Regions from separate parts of the Pan troglodytes genome. Here region 2 is linked to region 1. The links are chromatin contacts, called in public HiChIP or PLAC-seq maps. All regions are on one chromosome and are shown on one strand. The core of a region is the stretch at or near the end of the contact, and the rest is flanking DNA. Distances in the headings are between cores, read along the strand shown. Region 1 holds the start of KLHDC10 (kelch domain containing 10). Region 2 holds the start of TMEM209 (transmembrane protein 209).

Region 1 (6,687 bases), core at 2,717-5,216:
GGCCTATGTCAAATTGTTAACAGTCTTTTTTTTTTTTTTTTTTTTTGAGACAGGATCTCATTCTGACACCCAGGCTGGAGCGCAGTGGTGTGATCTCAGCTCACTGCAGCCTCGACTTCCTGGGCTCAAGCAATCCTCCTACCTCTGCCTCCTGAGTAGCTGGGACCACAGGCACGTGCCACCGTGCCTGGCTAATTTTTGTAGAGGCGGGATTTCACTATGTTACCCAGGCTGGTCTGGAACTCCTGACCTCAAGCGATCTGTCCGCCTCGGCCTCCCAAAGTGCTAGGATTACTGGCATGAGCCACTGAGCCCAGCCATCAAACTGCTAATAGTCTTTCCAAGAGGAGAATAAGACTAGGGGAAGGGTGAAGTGGAAAGTTTCACTTTTTCTCTATATTCCTCTGTTTATTTAAGATTATACCATAAGGATGTACTTTTTTTTTTTTCTTTTTTGAGACAGAGTTTCACTCTTGTTGCCCAGGCTGGAGTGCAATGGAGGGATCTTGGCTTACTGCAACCTCCGCTTCCTGGGTTCAAGCGATTCTCCTGCCTCAGCCTCCCGAGTAGCTGGGATTACAGGCGCCTGCCACCATGCCCGGTTAATTTTGTATTTTTAGTAGAGGCAGGGTTTCTCCATGTTGGTCAGGCTGGTCTCAAACTCCCGACCTCAGGTGATCCACCCGCCTCGGCCTCCCAAAAGTGCTGGGATTACAGGTGTGAGCCACTGTGCCTGGCCATTATTTTTAACACTAGGATTAACTTTAAAGACAGTAGAGTTACTGTCTTAGTCCATTTTATGCTGCTATAAGAGAATACCACAGACTGAATAATTTATAATGAACACAAATTTATTAGGCTCATGGTTCTAGAGGCTTAGAAGTCCAAGATCCTGGAGCCATATCTGGAAAGGGCCTTCTTGCTGCATCTTAACATGGCAGAAAGCATCACATTGGGTGAGAGAGAGTGAGAGGGAAAGGCAGAGAGAAGGAGGAAGAGAGAGAGAGAGAAAGGGAGAGAGAGAGAGCGAGAGAGAGAGAGGCGCCAAAGTTATCCTTTTATTGGGAACCCACTCCTGAGATAACTAACCCATTCCCGCCATAACAGCATTAATCCATTCATGAGGGCAGAACCTTCAGGTACTAATCATTCTTAAAGGTTCCACTTCTCCAGATTGTTGCATTTGGGGATTAAGTTTCCAACACATGAACTGTGGGGGACACATTCGAATCATAGCAGTTACCCATATAGCTATTGAGCCGAATCTTGGGAATACTAAAACTTTTTATGTTATGTTATGTTATTTTTATTTATTTATTTTTTTTGAGACGAGTCTCGCTCTGTTGCCCAGGCCGGAGTGCCGCGGCGCTATCTTGGCTCACTGCAACCTCTGCCTTCCAGGTTCAAGCGATTCCCCTGCCTCAGCCTCCAGAGTAGCTGGGATTGCAGGTGCGGGCCACCACGCCAGACTAATTTTTTTTTTTTTTAATATTTTTAGTAGAGACGGGGTTTCACCGTGTTAGCCAGGATGGTCTCCCTCTCCTGACCTCGTGATCCGCCCCCCTCGGCCTCCCAAAGTGCTGGGATTACAGGCGCGAGCCCCCGCACCCGGCCCTTTTATGTATGTATGTATGTATGTATGTATGTATGTATGTATGTATGTATGTATTTTTGAGACGGAGTCTTGCTCTGTCGCCCAGGCTGGAGTGAAAATGGCACGATCTCGGCTCACTGCAACCTCTGCCTCCCGGGTTCAAGCAATTCTCGTGCCTCAGCCTCCCGAGTAGCTGGGATTACAGGCACCCACCACCACGCCTCGCTAATTTTTTTGAATTTTTCGTAGAGACCGGGTTTCACCATGTTGGCCAGGCGATCTTGAACTCCTGACCTCAGGTGATCCACCCACCTCGGCCTCCCAAAGGGTTGGGATTACAGAACGTGTTAGGATTACAGGCATGAGCCATCACGCCCAACCAAAACTTTATATGTTATTTTCTTATTTCATCTCTCCCAGTTGATTAATTAAAAAGTGTTACTTAAGAATCTACTTTGGCTGGGCGTGGTGCTCATGGCTATAACCCAATGCTTTAGAATGCCAAGGAAGGAGGATGGCTTGAGGCCAGGAGTTCTAGACTAGCCGGAGCAACAAGGCAAAACCACCCCCTCATCCCCACACACTGCCCTATCTCTACAAATTTGCTTTGCAAATTGGGAAAACAGCATCTCATAGGATTTCTGTGAGGATTAGACAGGTTAAACATGTAATATGTGTAAGACTGCATTTTGCCTATATACATAAAAAACTGGCCAGATGCAGCAGCTCACACCTGTAATCCCATCACTTTGGGAGGCCAAGGCAGGTGGATTACCTGAGATGGGGAGTTGGAGACCAGCCTGGCCAACATGGTGAAAACCCATCTCTACTAAAAATATAATTAGCAGAGTGTGGTGGCACATGCCTCTAATCCCAGCTACTTGGGAGGCTGAGGCAGGAGAATTGTTTGAACCTGGGAGGCAGAGGTTGCAGTGAACCGAGATCATGCCTCTGCACTCCAGTCTCGGCGACAGAGTAAGACTCCGTCTCAAAAAAAAAAAAAGGAGTTAACATATATTAATTTTGGTTTTTATATTTTAGAACCATAGGCTTTTTTTTTTTTTTCAAGTCTCAAACATTTTCATAAGCAGTGTGCTATGGTGCTAGTGACTAAAACATTTCTGCCTACAGGGACTGGAAGTAGGAAAACAAGGAGGCAGTGCCAGTGGCGACCAGAAATTTGCACACCAGGTACAAAGGGTATTTGTCCTCAGCTCCAGCAGAGTTTCTTTTTTTTCTCTGCAACCATGTAAGGTTCTTCTAATGCAAAAGAAAAAAAAATCTGTCACATCTAAGGACCTTGAAAAGTTTTGTTTCCCTTGAGGAATTTGATATGCTTTTTCCGTATCATTCAGAAACATCAGTGTATAGTCTGTTTTCCCAGTTTGCATTGCGCCCAGTAAGTTTCAAGCCAAAATTTCTGTTTAATTTTGGAACAATAGAAACTCCTGATCGGCACATTAAAAATTTTCTTTGATCTTGATCTTCCATACCCGTTGCTGCCTTTTATTTAATTTTACATTTCCTTTTGATTATATATCTTCCAAGCTGATTAAAATTTTCTACTAGCCAAAAGGAGTTTGAGCGAACAAAAATATTTACAGAGCCATCAGCCATCTATGAGAATACCTTTTTCTTGGCATTCCACACACTGCCAGGTGTTATTTGAAAAGTCTTTACTGATGTAATAAACCAGAAATGGTTTCTCATCGGGGTTTTATTTTGTATTTCTAAGATTACAGGTGAGAGTGAACATTTTCCCATATTTGTTAACCAGGTTTAAAACTGTTTGATTGGGACGTGGCTTATACAGGGACGAATGCAGCTAATCCGACTGAAAGACAAATGAAACCCAGGAATATCTGGTTCTTACATTTTAGCTTTGACTCCGCCCCTGGGTCCCCTCACCTACCCGGACCCCAAGCAAGCCCTTTGTGTGTGTCAACCGTCAGTGAATGGGATCTCAGTCTGAAAAGCTGGCAGAATACCGTCTTGCCCCCAAATATGTGTATTATGCGTATATCCAGTGTCTGATTGCAATGTTTATGGGAAAAAGTTCCTGAATCCTAACCAAGACTGAGGCACTGGCCGTCCCCGGGAGTCTTTCCGCAGGCGCGGCCTCTGACACTCGGCCTTCGATTGGCCCGCCTGGCCCCGCAGGAGTCGGGGTAACGCCGGCCAGCCCAGCTCGGACGATGAGAGCTAGGAGTGGCTGCTTCTGCCTTTCTCTCCCCCTACTTTTTTTTTTTTTTAGCCATAGCTATGGTTACCACGTTTCTCTCCGCCTCCCGCCACCTACCAAGAAAACGACTGACCATTGGCTGCCTTTCACCAAGGCGGTAAGTCATTGGTCTCTGGTGGGACCGGGCGCTGCCCCCTTCCCCTGTCTCCTGGGTCTCTGGAGGAGCCCAGGAAGGAGGCTCCGCTGGTTCCGCTGGGTCAGGCGCTGACGGGACCGGGCTGCGGCAATCGTTAGCGGGTCATGTCGGCCGCCCAGGGCTGGGACAGGAACCGCCGGAGGGGAGGAGGCGCCGCCGGCGCTGGTGGCGGAGGTAGCGGGGCCGGCGGGGGCAGTGGGGGCAGCGGGGGTCGGGGGACTGGCCAGCTCAACCGCTTCGTGCAACTCTCCGGGCGGCCGCACCTGCCAGGTGAGTCGTGGGACAGGGTCCTGACCGCTTGCGGGCGCGGCGGGCGGGAAGGTTACTGCTACCTTTTCTTTTTCTCCCTGGCTTTCTTTTCCTTGGGAGGAGGAAAGGCAGGCCCCACGCATAGCAGAGGGACTGGGGATCAGAGAAAAGGGAAGGTGTCTTTGAGGTCAGGGAGGGAACAGGAGCACAGCGAAGAAAAGTATCTGTGCTCTGTTGAAAGCTCTGTGCTGAGAGTTTTGTTTTCTTTTCAAAGGAGAGGCCACTGTCTCATTGACATTTCCAAATGTTTCGGTTACTCGATTCCCAATCTCTTCCCCTTCCGCAGTTTGATCTTGTAAATGAAAGACATTGGCGCCTAGCTGTGGGAAATTATTTCAAAAAGGGTGCCAAGTTAAGGAGAGAAGAGGGAAGCGCATTCCAAGGAGTGATTTTGTAAAAACTACACGGGGTGTGTGTGTAAGAGGCATTCTGAAACGGAAGAAAGGGGTGGGGGAGTGTTTGGGGAGTGTATGGGAAAGAGAACCTAGAGGATTAGGGAAAACTAGTTGGATTATTAATATTTTGGAATGTTCAGAGACAGGATAATGGTGTCTAGGTTTTAAGGGGAGAAAGTGAAGATCAAAAATATACTTAGTGACACAATTATGCTGTGTTTCCAATATAAAAACAACTGAGAATTGGAAAAATGTACCCAATACAATTATTTGACATTTTGGTCTACAGTGCCCTAGCCTTGAGTTCAGATGCTTTTGAAAACAAAATAAAATCAAGTGGATATGTATGTGTAGACAATTTTAAAGAGGTACGTTTGTAATTGAATATTCAATCTAGTAGAAGGAAGGTAGGGAATTAAATAATGCAGAGAACGTCAAATATCCCACTGGGCAAGCTTATTTTTACTATGAAAAGAACTATCAGGAATGATGTGTTAATTATTCATCGTGTTTTTTGTGAATAATATTGATTATATTAGTGATATATTTGTTTAGCTGATGAGTTTTGAGAACATGATGAATTGGTTTTTTTGAATTGTGCTTAAGACTGTGCCTTATACTTCTAGTCAAAAATTATTATTTGATTAAATTGAAGATGACAAAGGGAATTTAGCACATTTAATGAGACAATTGCTTATGTTCGTGATGAGGTTATTGATGTGTGCTAGAAATGTACATTACCCCATTTATATGCATTAAATCGAGGCATTTGTAAGTAGTCATATAATATACCAGAAGTTGGGTTTGAGACGTTAATATCAGACTGGGCATCCTAGAATTGCTAAATATATGATCTTTAACATGAAAAAGAAAAAAGGAGCAATCTTTTTTCTTACTCCCAATTAATAATAAAAACTTAGATTTTTGTGTATTGACAGCTTAGAAGATGAATCTCTTAGCAAACACTGTCACCAGTTTGCCCTCTACTACTGCAATCTTTAGGTCTTTGATCACGGATTAATTATACCATGGGCTTCAAGTAGGCATTCCTAGGTTCCTAGAACCTCCTTGGTGCACTTCCTCACTTCAACCACGTGATGGCAGTGGAAGCCATGATTTCTGCTAAGGGGCTTCAGTGTGGAGCTATTTCTGCATTCCCTTAGCACACAAGACCAAGAACAGCCATTTATCCGGAGGTAAAGATAAACGTGTCTAAACTGTGAAAATTTGTAAAGCAGGGTCATCAGTCTCTTTTTTCTGCTTCCCTTTTCTCTTGACTGACACTTCATTGCGCCTTTACTCATTCTCAAAATTGGGACACATCTGATACCTCAATGTATTATGTAGTTTGAAATTCTTTCATACCAATTCTTTATTCTGCTAGGTTTTGCATTTTAAACCTCTCCCTTTTCTTGCATTTTGATAGATTTTAAAATATTTTAGGTGATGGGAAGGAATAGGATGTCTAGGCTTGGTTGACGGGCCTTGGAGATAAAACCTTTTATTTTAAATTTATTTATTTATTTATTTATTGAGATGGAGTCTCGCTCTGTTCTCCAGGCTGGAGTGCAGTGTCGCGATCTCGGCTCACTGCAACTCCACTTCCTAGGCTCAAGCAATTCTCCTGCCTCAGCCTCCTGAGTAGCTGAAATTACAGGCGCCCACCACCACGCCAGGCTAGTTTTTGTATTTTTAGTAGAGACGGGATTTTATCATGTTGGCCAGGCTGGTCTTGAACTCCTGACCTCAGGTGATTTGCCTGTCTCAGCCTCCCAAAGTGCTGGGATTACAGGCGTGAGCCACCTCGCCCAGCCAAATTTTTTATTTTTTTGAGTGTACTATAGCGGCTGGTCGTGGTGGCTCACATCTGTAACCCCAGCACTTTGAAAGTCCAAGGTGGGAGGATCACTTGAGCCTAGGAGTTCAAGGCCAGCCTGGGCAACAAAGCAAGACCACATCTCAAGTTAAACATTAAAAAACAACAACAACAACAAAAAAAAACTATAGTATA
Region 2 (6,687 bases), core at 2,712-5,211, 140 kb after region 1:
CAACATGATAAACCACACTAAAACTCTAAAAAGGTATACAAAGGCCTCACACGAAGAAGGAAAGCAAGAGGGAAAACAGGAGTAAAAGCAACTAAAGTAAAAAATTATCCTGGTTTCAACTTGTTTTAAAGACAGCTGAAAGATCGTAGATGGTGCACTAAGTTTGTTATCTCTGTAAATGCTAATTTTTTCTCTTTCATTTTAAGATGTTGTGTTTAAGATATTATGTTCTATTCTTGGTTTTTAAATGGTGTTCTGAGCAAATCAACTCTCAGTTTGCTCACTGATAAGTTTTGACTCATTAGATGATTTTTAGTATACCTCTCAATTCTAAAATAATGTGACTAGACAAGAGAAGAGAGTCATTACCTTATTATAACCACTGACGGGCGAGTAGGTCACTCCAGGGCTATAAGAACCACTGCCACCTGAGGACAGACCTTGCAGCTGAGGGCTGTAACCAGTCATACAGCTGGTGGTGAACTTGGGACTGGTACTGGGCGAACGAGAAGGGCTATAACTCAACACACTCTGACCCTGAATTGAAGGGGAAGGTGGAGCGGGAGGGATTTGGGTTGCTGCCAGATCATGCGGAGGCGTAGTCTGTACAACTAGAAGGAAAAAAAAAAGCAACATATGTGTATGTACCTTCAAATAAAATTATACGAAAATATATTTAAGCAACTAAGTCTTTCTCTTAAGGGAAAAAAGTTAACAGAGTTACTTGGTTGTTAAATCACAGAATGTATTATTACCAAAGGACACAAATTACGTGTTTACCATTTCCAGAGTGCAAAATTAGAAACTGGTTTCAACTCAGCAAGTTAGTCATTTAATTTTAATTGCACCTGAACAATGGAACAAACTTCCATGAAATAGTTGAATGTATACAAGTAGGAATGATAATCATTGGTCATAAGACAATTTATTGTATCCTGCTTAAGATAGCTGATGTCCCTTCCAGCTTTGAGTTTACGAAATGGGAAAATTAAACTGAGAAAGATTTATTGCCAACCTTTTCCCCACCTTTGCAAGAGATATAAAACACTCACCAGCTGTTTTCAACCCTAAAAGTGTTTGCTGTCCAGGACTAACAACCAGACTTGTTGGTGCCACAGTATATTTGAAATATCTCCAAAAATCAAATAAGGCATTAAGGCTGAAGAGAGATGCAAGGGCAAGCTCTGGAAGAGAACAATTTTTTTTTTTAATAAGGGGGGTGAGGAGGGCATCTATTGGAGAACACAAAAACCCTCTATACTTAGCAAACTAAAATTACCTTCTTATTCCTCATAAAAACTATAATTTAATGAATGTTATGTGTAGGGTGGCTGGGCATGGTGGCTCACACCCATAATTGCAGCACTCTGGGAGGCTGAGGCGAGTGGATCACCTGAGGTCGGGAGTTTGAGACCAGCCTGGCCAACATAGTGAAACCCCATCTCTACTAAAAATATAAAAATTAGCCAGGTGTGGTGGCGCACACCTGTAGTCTCAGCTACTTGGGAGGCTGAGGCAGGAGAATTGCTTGAACCTGGGAGGTGGAGGTTGCAGTGAGCTGAGATTGTGCCACTGTACTCCAGCCTGGGTGACAGAGTGAGACTCCTTCTCAAAAAAAAAAAAAAATTATGTGTAGGTAATTTACTAGTGAGTTTCAAAATAGCACTAATCCTAGCAACCCTGTACAATAAATATTTTCACCTTCATTTTAAATATAAACCAACATTATTCAGAAGCCAAGTGACTCTTACAAGAGTAGAGAGTTAGTGAAGCCATGATTCTAACCGAGGTCTGCTGATTGCAAATCCCTTGCTCTCCCAACTTGGCACACTATCTCCCTGTGAAAGACTTTAGATTAATGTGTATAGACTATGAAATTTACTTTAACATCCATAAAGACTCTTTATACCCAATGACTATGGAAGAGCAGACAAGAAGAGAGGAAAGAATGTGAAAACTGAGGAAGGCATCAATGGAGCAGAAATCTGGGCTGGTCTTGAAAAGTAAAAAGGTAGAGACACAGAAAGCGCATTTCAGGAGAGTAATAAAAACAAATCTCACTAACCTCTAAACTTATTTTTCTTCACAGAACTCATAATTACCTGAAGTGTTATTAATCTGATTGTCTAACAGAATGTTCCTTTCATAATAGCAGGGATTTACCTTGCTCCCTTTCTGCTGTATTCCCAGTTTTTACAACCCAGCAGGCAGTCAAATACTTGTTGAATAAGGAAATGTATACTAAGCTGAATTAAACCTGAAGGCAGTTTTTTATTGGTAAATGTAAGTTACGGTGAAAATTACTTACTTACCAATATACCAGAGGGGCCAGTATGTCACATTGTAGTATGAACTAATCAATTTTCCAGTCCTGAAAAAAAATTAGAAAGGCTTTCCAGTGAACCTAAAAACACCAAAAATCAAAAACAAACACAAAAACCTGTGGAACCAGCCACTGGCTTCTTAAAGTTTCACTTTTTTTGGACTGATTCACTTACATTTCAGTATATATCATTCCAGCCATAGATACATTTAGGAGTCCCCAGGCTAAGACCACTTTCCTAGCCTCTGTTTCTTTTCTCATCTTGATGGTTCTGTCAATAAGGGAAGCACTAGGGTGTGCCTCCCCCTGCATCTATGAAAAAACAAAAAGCACAGGAATTAACCAGAAGAAACTATTGCTCCATTTAAAAACCAAATTTTGCATCCCTTACAAAGGTAACTGAAACCGCATATACCTTCTCTCATCTTTAAAATGTTTTATCAAAACTTCTTCCATTTTAATATCAGTATATGAAAAGGGAACCCAAAATTATACGTAACTTAATTGGCATCACAGTGTAATCAACAGAGAAGTGGCTGGTTATTTATCTATTTATTTGTTTTGAGACGGAGTCTTGCTGTCTCCCAGGCTAGAATGCAGTGGCGCGATCTCGACTCACTGCAACCTCCGCCTCCCGGGTTCAAGCGATTCTCCTGCCTCAGACTCCCGAGTAGCTGGGATTACAGACGCCCGCCACCGCGTCCGACTGATTTTTGTATTTTTAGTAGAGACGGGATTTCAACATCTCGGCCAGGCTGGTCTCGAACTCCTGACCTTGTGATCCACCCGCCTCGGCCTCCCAAAGTGTTGGGATTACAGGCGTGAGCCACCGCGCCCAGACGTGGCTGGTTATTTAAGAACAATTTAATACTTCCAATACATAAAAATGTCTTATTTTGTAATTTAAGGGTTATGTCTAGAAATACTTTGTATTTTGTCTTTGGGGTATGTTACACGGACTAGGCAAAAGGCTAATTTCAGAAACTCAAAATGTCAAGTTTTGGGAGACTATATTCCATATCTGCTGTAAGTCATAAAGACTGTTCTACATCCTCATGCAGACGCCATTACTATCTAAACAACTCTGCACTTGGACAGCTGTACTCCAGGGCTCTCCCTTTTGTGTGTGGATAAAGGACAAGGATCCAAGTTTTAGAAGGGCACGTACTTATGATGGGGTGGTGAGCGGAGTAAGAGGGAGAGAGGGGAAAACGTGCATTGTTTTGGTCCACATTTGGGATTTATAATTCCTCCTTTCTTCAGCTAGGCTCAACTCTTACAGACCGTGCAAAACTTGTTCCAGCGACAAGCAGTCGTATCCCACAGAGGAGAGAGCAATAGCTTTCGCGCCACTCAGCCCCCGCGTCCCAATTTCCCAGTCCAGAGCTTCCCTCCCCGGCTCCTGGGCACGAACTTCAGCAACCCTATTGCTTCTTTCTTCCCTTCCCCTAGAGAGGCGGAACGCCTAGCCACATCCCCCCTTGGCTGAACTCAGGACAGATCAGCAGGCGCGGAACTCCCACAACCCGCGTAGATTCCAAGACAGGAAGCACAAACACGACCCCGAAAACGTACCATGTCCTCTGGCCGGAAAGCGCAGGCTCGCGCCACTCTCTCTGGGCATGCGCAAAGCCAAGCTCAAGCGGGAGGCCACCGGCAAGCGGCTCTAAAGTTACCGGAAGAACGGGGCAGTCTCTTCTCGCGAGAAAGGGAGGGGTCGCAGGCCCAGGCGCTCGGAGCGTTACCAGGGAAACAGGTCTCGGTTTTGCGGCTCCCACTCAGCTGCGGGAGAAAGCTAAGCAGCAAAATTCAGACCAGGCTCTGAACCCGCAGTAAAAAGTAATAATTGTAACAAGCTGAATTTTGTATCTATTAATATAATTTTAGCTTCCCTAGGGCATTTATGGACTCACATGTGTAAACTGATTAGGGCGGCTCACCGTAGGATAGAGTGGCGTGATAAAGTGGCCAGACACCATCAGTGACAAAGCATTTCTTTCCCCTGTGTTAAAGTATCTATGTCAAGAGTCCTGACCCCATGTAATTTTTTTTTTGGTAGAGACAGGGTTTCGCCATGTTGGCCAGTCTGGTCTCGATTTCCTAACCTCAAGGGATCCGCCCGCCTCAGCCTCCCAAACGCCTGCTGGCCTCCCACCGCCTTTTGGGATTACAGGCGTGGCCCACCGCGCCCGGCCTAAATTCTTAATCTGTTTAATAGGGTGCAGCAATAACAAGCACACCCAAAATTTGTTTTATTGAAGTTGCTAGTGGTTTTGAGGTTAAAAATAATAACACATTTTCGTATGTATTTTTTGGAAGAGCTGCTCATCCTGAGGAAAAGGTTGAGCTTTGTTTTATTTAGCACAAATACCTACAAGTGTGCCGCTGAGCCAGGCGCACGGATATAGAAAATAAGACCTTCCTGGTTACTACCCAGAGGAGCTCAACCCCAGCGGAGGTCCACAGATGCATTTCGGTGGCAGGTGAGGTGGATGCAGTGCTCCCCAAGGAGGCGCATGCAGTGCTCCCCAAGGAGGCGCATGCAGTGCTCCCCAAGGAGGCGCATGCAGTGCTCCCCAAGGAGGCGCGTCCAGCCCAGCCCCAGCTCTCGCGAGCTTCCTGGAGGAGATGACGCGTTAGAGTCCACGGCCAGAAACCCAGGGCCTGGGGACTTGTTCTGAAGTGTGCCTCCTAATAAAAACATTAAGCCATGTCACAGTAAGCTAGTGGATTACATCATGTATGTCCAATGGCCAAAGTTTTTCCTAAAATGATCCTAAGATTAATACCACGTGGTATTGTATATTAATGAAAATCGGCAGGTATGCTGTGCTCTTGAAGAGCTGTTAAGTTTTATCATTTTTAGATTGCTTTAGCAGCAATGTTGTTTTGCTCTAGTTTTAGATTTAGAGATGAACTAACTGGAAAATTGTTCAAAGTGAAAGGGCTCAAGGTGCAATCAAAATTAGAATACCGGCCGGGCGCGGTGGCTCACGCCTGTAATCCCAACACTTTGGGAGGCCGAGGCGGGCGGATCACGAGGTCAGGAGATGGAGACCAGCCTGGTCAAGACGCTGAAACCCTGTCTCTACTAAAAAGACAAAAAATTAGTAGGGCGTGGTGGTACGCGCCTGTAATCCCAATTACTCTGGAGGCTGAGGCAGGAGAATCACTTGAGCCTGGGAAGCCGAGGTTGCGGTGAGCCAAGATGGTGCCACTGCATTCCAGTCTGGGCGACAGAGTGAGACCCTGCTAAAAAAAAAAAAAAAAAAAATTAGAATACCGGTTTCCCACCCCCTCCATATGTGACTCTTTCCTAAGAAGAAATTGTATGCATTTGATGTAGTTCATAGTAGTTCATAACGGGCACATCTGTGTTTTTCCCTCTTAATGTAATCTATAAGCTGTTGTGCATTTATTCAAGGCTTAAAAAAGAACACCACTGACCAAATGACAGCATTATGTATTAGGGCTGCCATAACGCAATATCACAGACAGGTGGCTTAAACAACAGAAATTATTTTTTTCATAATTTTGGAGGCTGGAAGTCTAAGATGAAATTGTCAGCAGGGTTGGTTTCTCCTGAGGCGGGTCTCCTTGCAGACGGCCACCTTGTATTGTGACCTTGATTTCTGTGCTCGTGAATCCTTGCTGTCTTCTTGTAAGGATACCAATTGTATTGGATTAGGGCCCTTATGACCTCATTTAACTTTAATTACCTCCTTAAAGGCCCTGTCTCCAAATAGAGTCACACTGGAGGTGAGGGCTTCAACATATGAATTTTAGGGAACACAGTTCGATCGGTAATACATTAGAACTGTCTATGATAATTTGCAATGGCATGATACATATAAAAGAGACTGAATTAAAATGAGTGGATACATTAAACACTTAGACGTGAAGATAAGAAAATATAGTATATACAAGTTTTAGGAAAAAAAATTAAGGCAGAATGCACCATATTGAGGTATGGGGGAAAATAACATAAACATTCAGAGGAGTAATTTGAATAACCTTCCACAAACTTAGAAATCCAAGAAGCATTTGTCAGTTCCTAGAACAGTTGCTTAAGTATATGTCATAATAGGTTGCCAAGGAAATTGTCATACATCATAGAGGGAGTGAAGTAGTTCCCAGTCATCTTTATCCCTTTAAGCATGGTTTATTTTCTGAGCAAGGAGTCATCATGGGAGACCTTTTTTTCCTTATTTTGGGAGGTAGATCCTCCCCCCATACCTTTAAATTGTACCATTCCAAGTCAGGATTATGAATGCTGGAAGGATGACTCTTGTGGAACCATAGGGAGCTTCCTGCTTTGGTATTTTGTTATCGTATTTGTCCTGATGTTCTTCTCTAGGGCTTCT

The links. HiChIP or PLAC-seq counts read pairs in DNA pulled down with a chosen protein or histone mark.
Region 2: an H3K4me3 HiChIP or PLAC-seq map of stem cell-derived excitatory neurons shows a contact between it and region 1, with 2.6 times the contacts expected there. The contact joins the promoter of TMEM209 here to the promoter of KLHDC10 in region 1. A contact is called at or near these places in 1 of 7 Hi-C or Micro-C datasets (stem cell-derived neural progenitor cells) and 1 of 1 datasets of contacts at active chromatin or transcription factors (stem cell-derived excitatory neurons).

What each region holds. Positions count from the first base shown.
Region 1 is chr6:145,429,152-145,435,838 of NHGRI_mPanTro3-v2.0_pri, forward strand. KLHDC10 (kelch domain containing 10) reads left to right here and starts at 3,967. Exons shown (of 10, transcript XM_519376.6): 1 at 3,967-4,242. The coding sequence starts at 4,077.
Region 2 is chr6:145,564,286-145,570,972 of NHGRI_mPanTro3-v2.0_pri, forward strand. It overlaps TMEM209 (transmembrane protein 209), which reads right to left and starts at 3,962. Exons shown (of 15, transcript NM_001280210.2): 1 at 3,899-3,962; 2 at 2,499-2,635; 3 at 2,313-2,371; 4 at 1,053-1,184; 5 at 370-611. The coding sequence starts at 2,635. It overlaps SSMEM1 (serine rich single-pass membrane protein 1), which reads left to right and starts at 6,441. Exons shown (of 3, transcript XM_016958157.4): 1 at 6,441-6,687. The coding sequence starts at 6,481.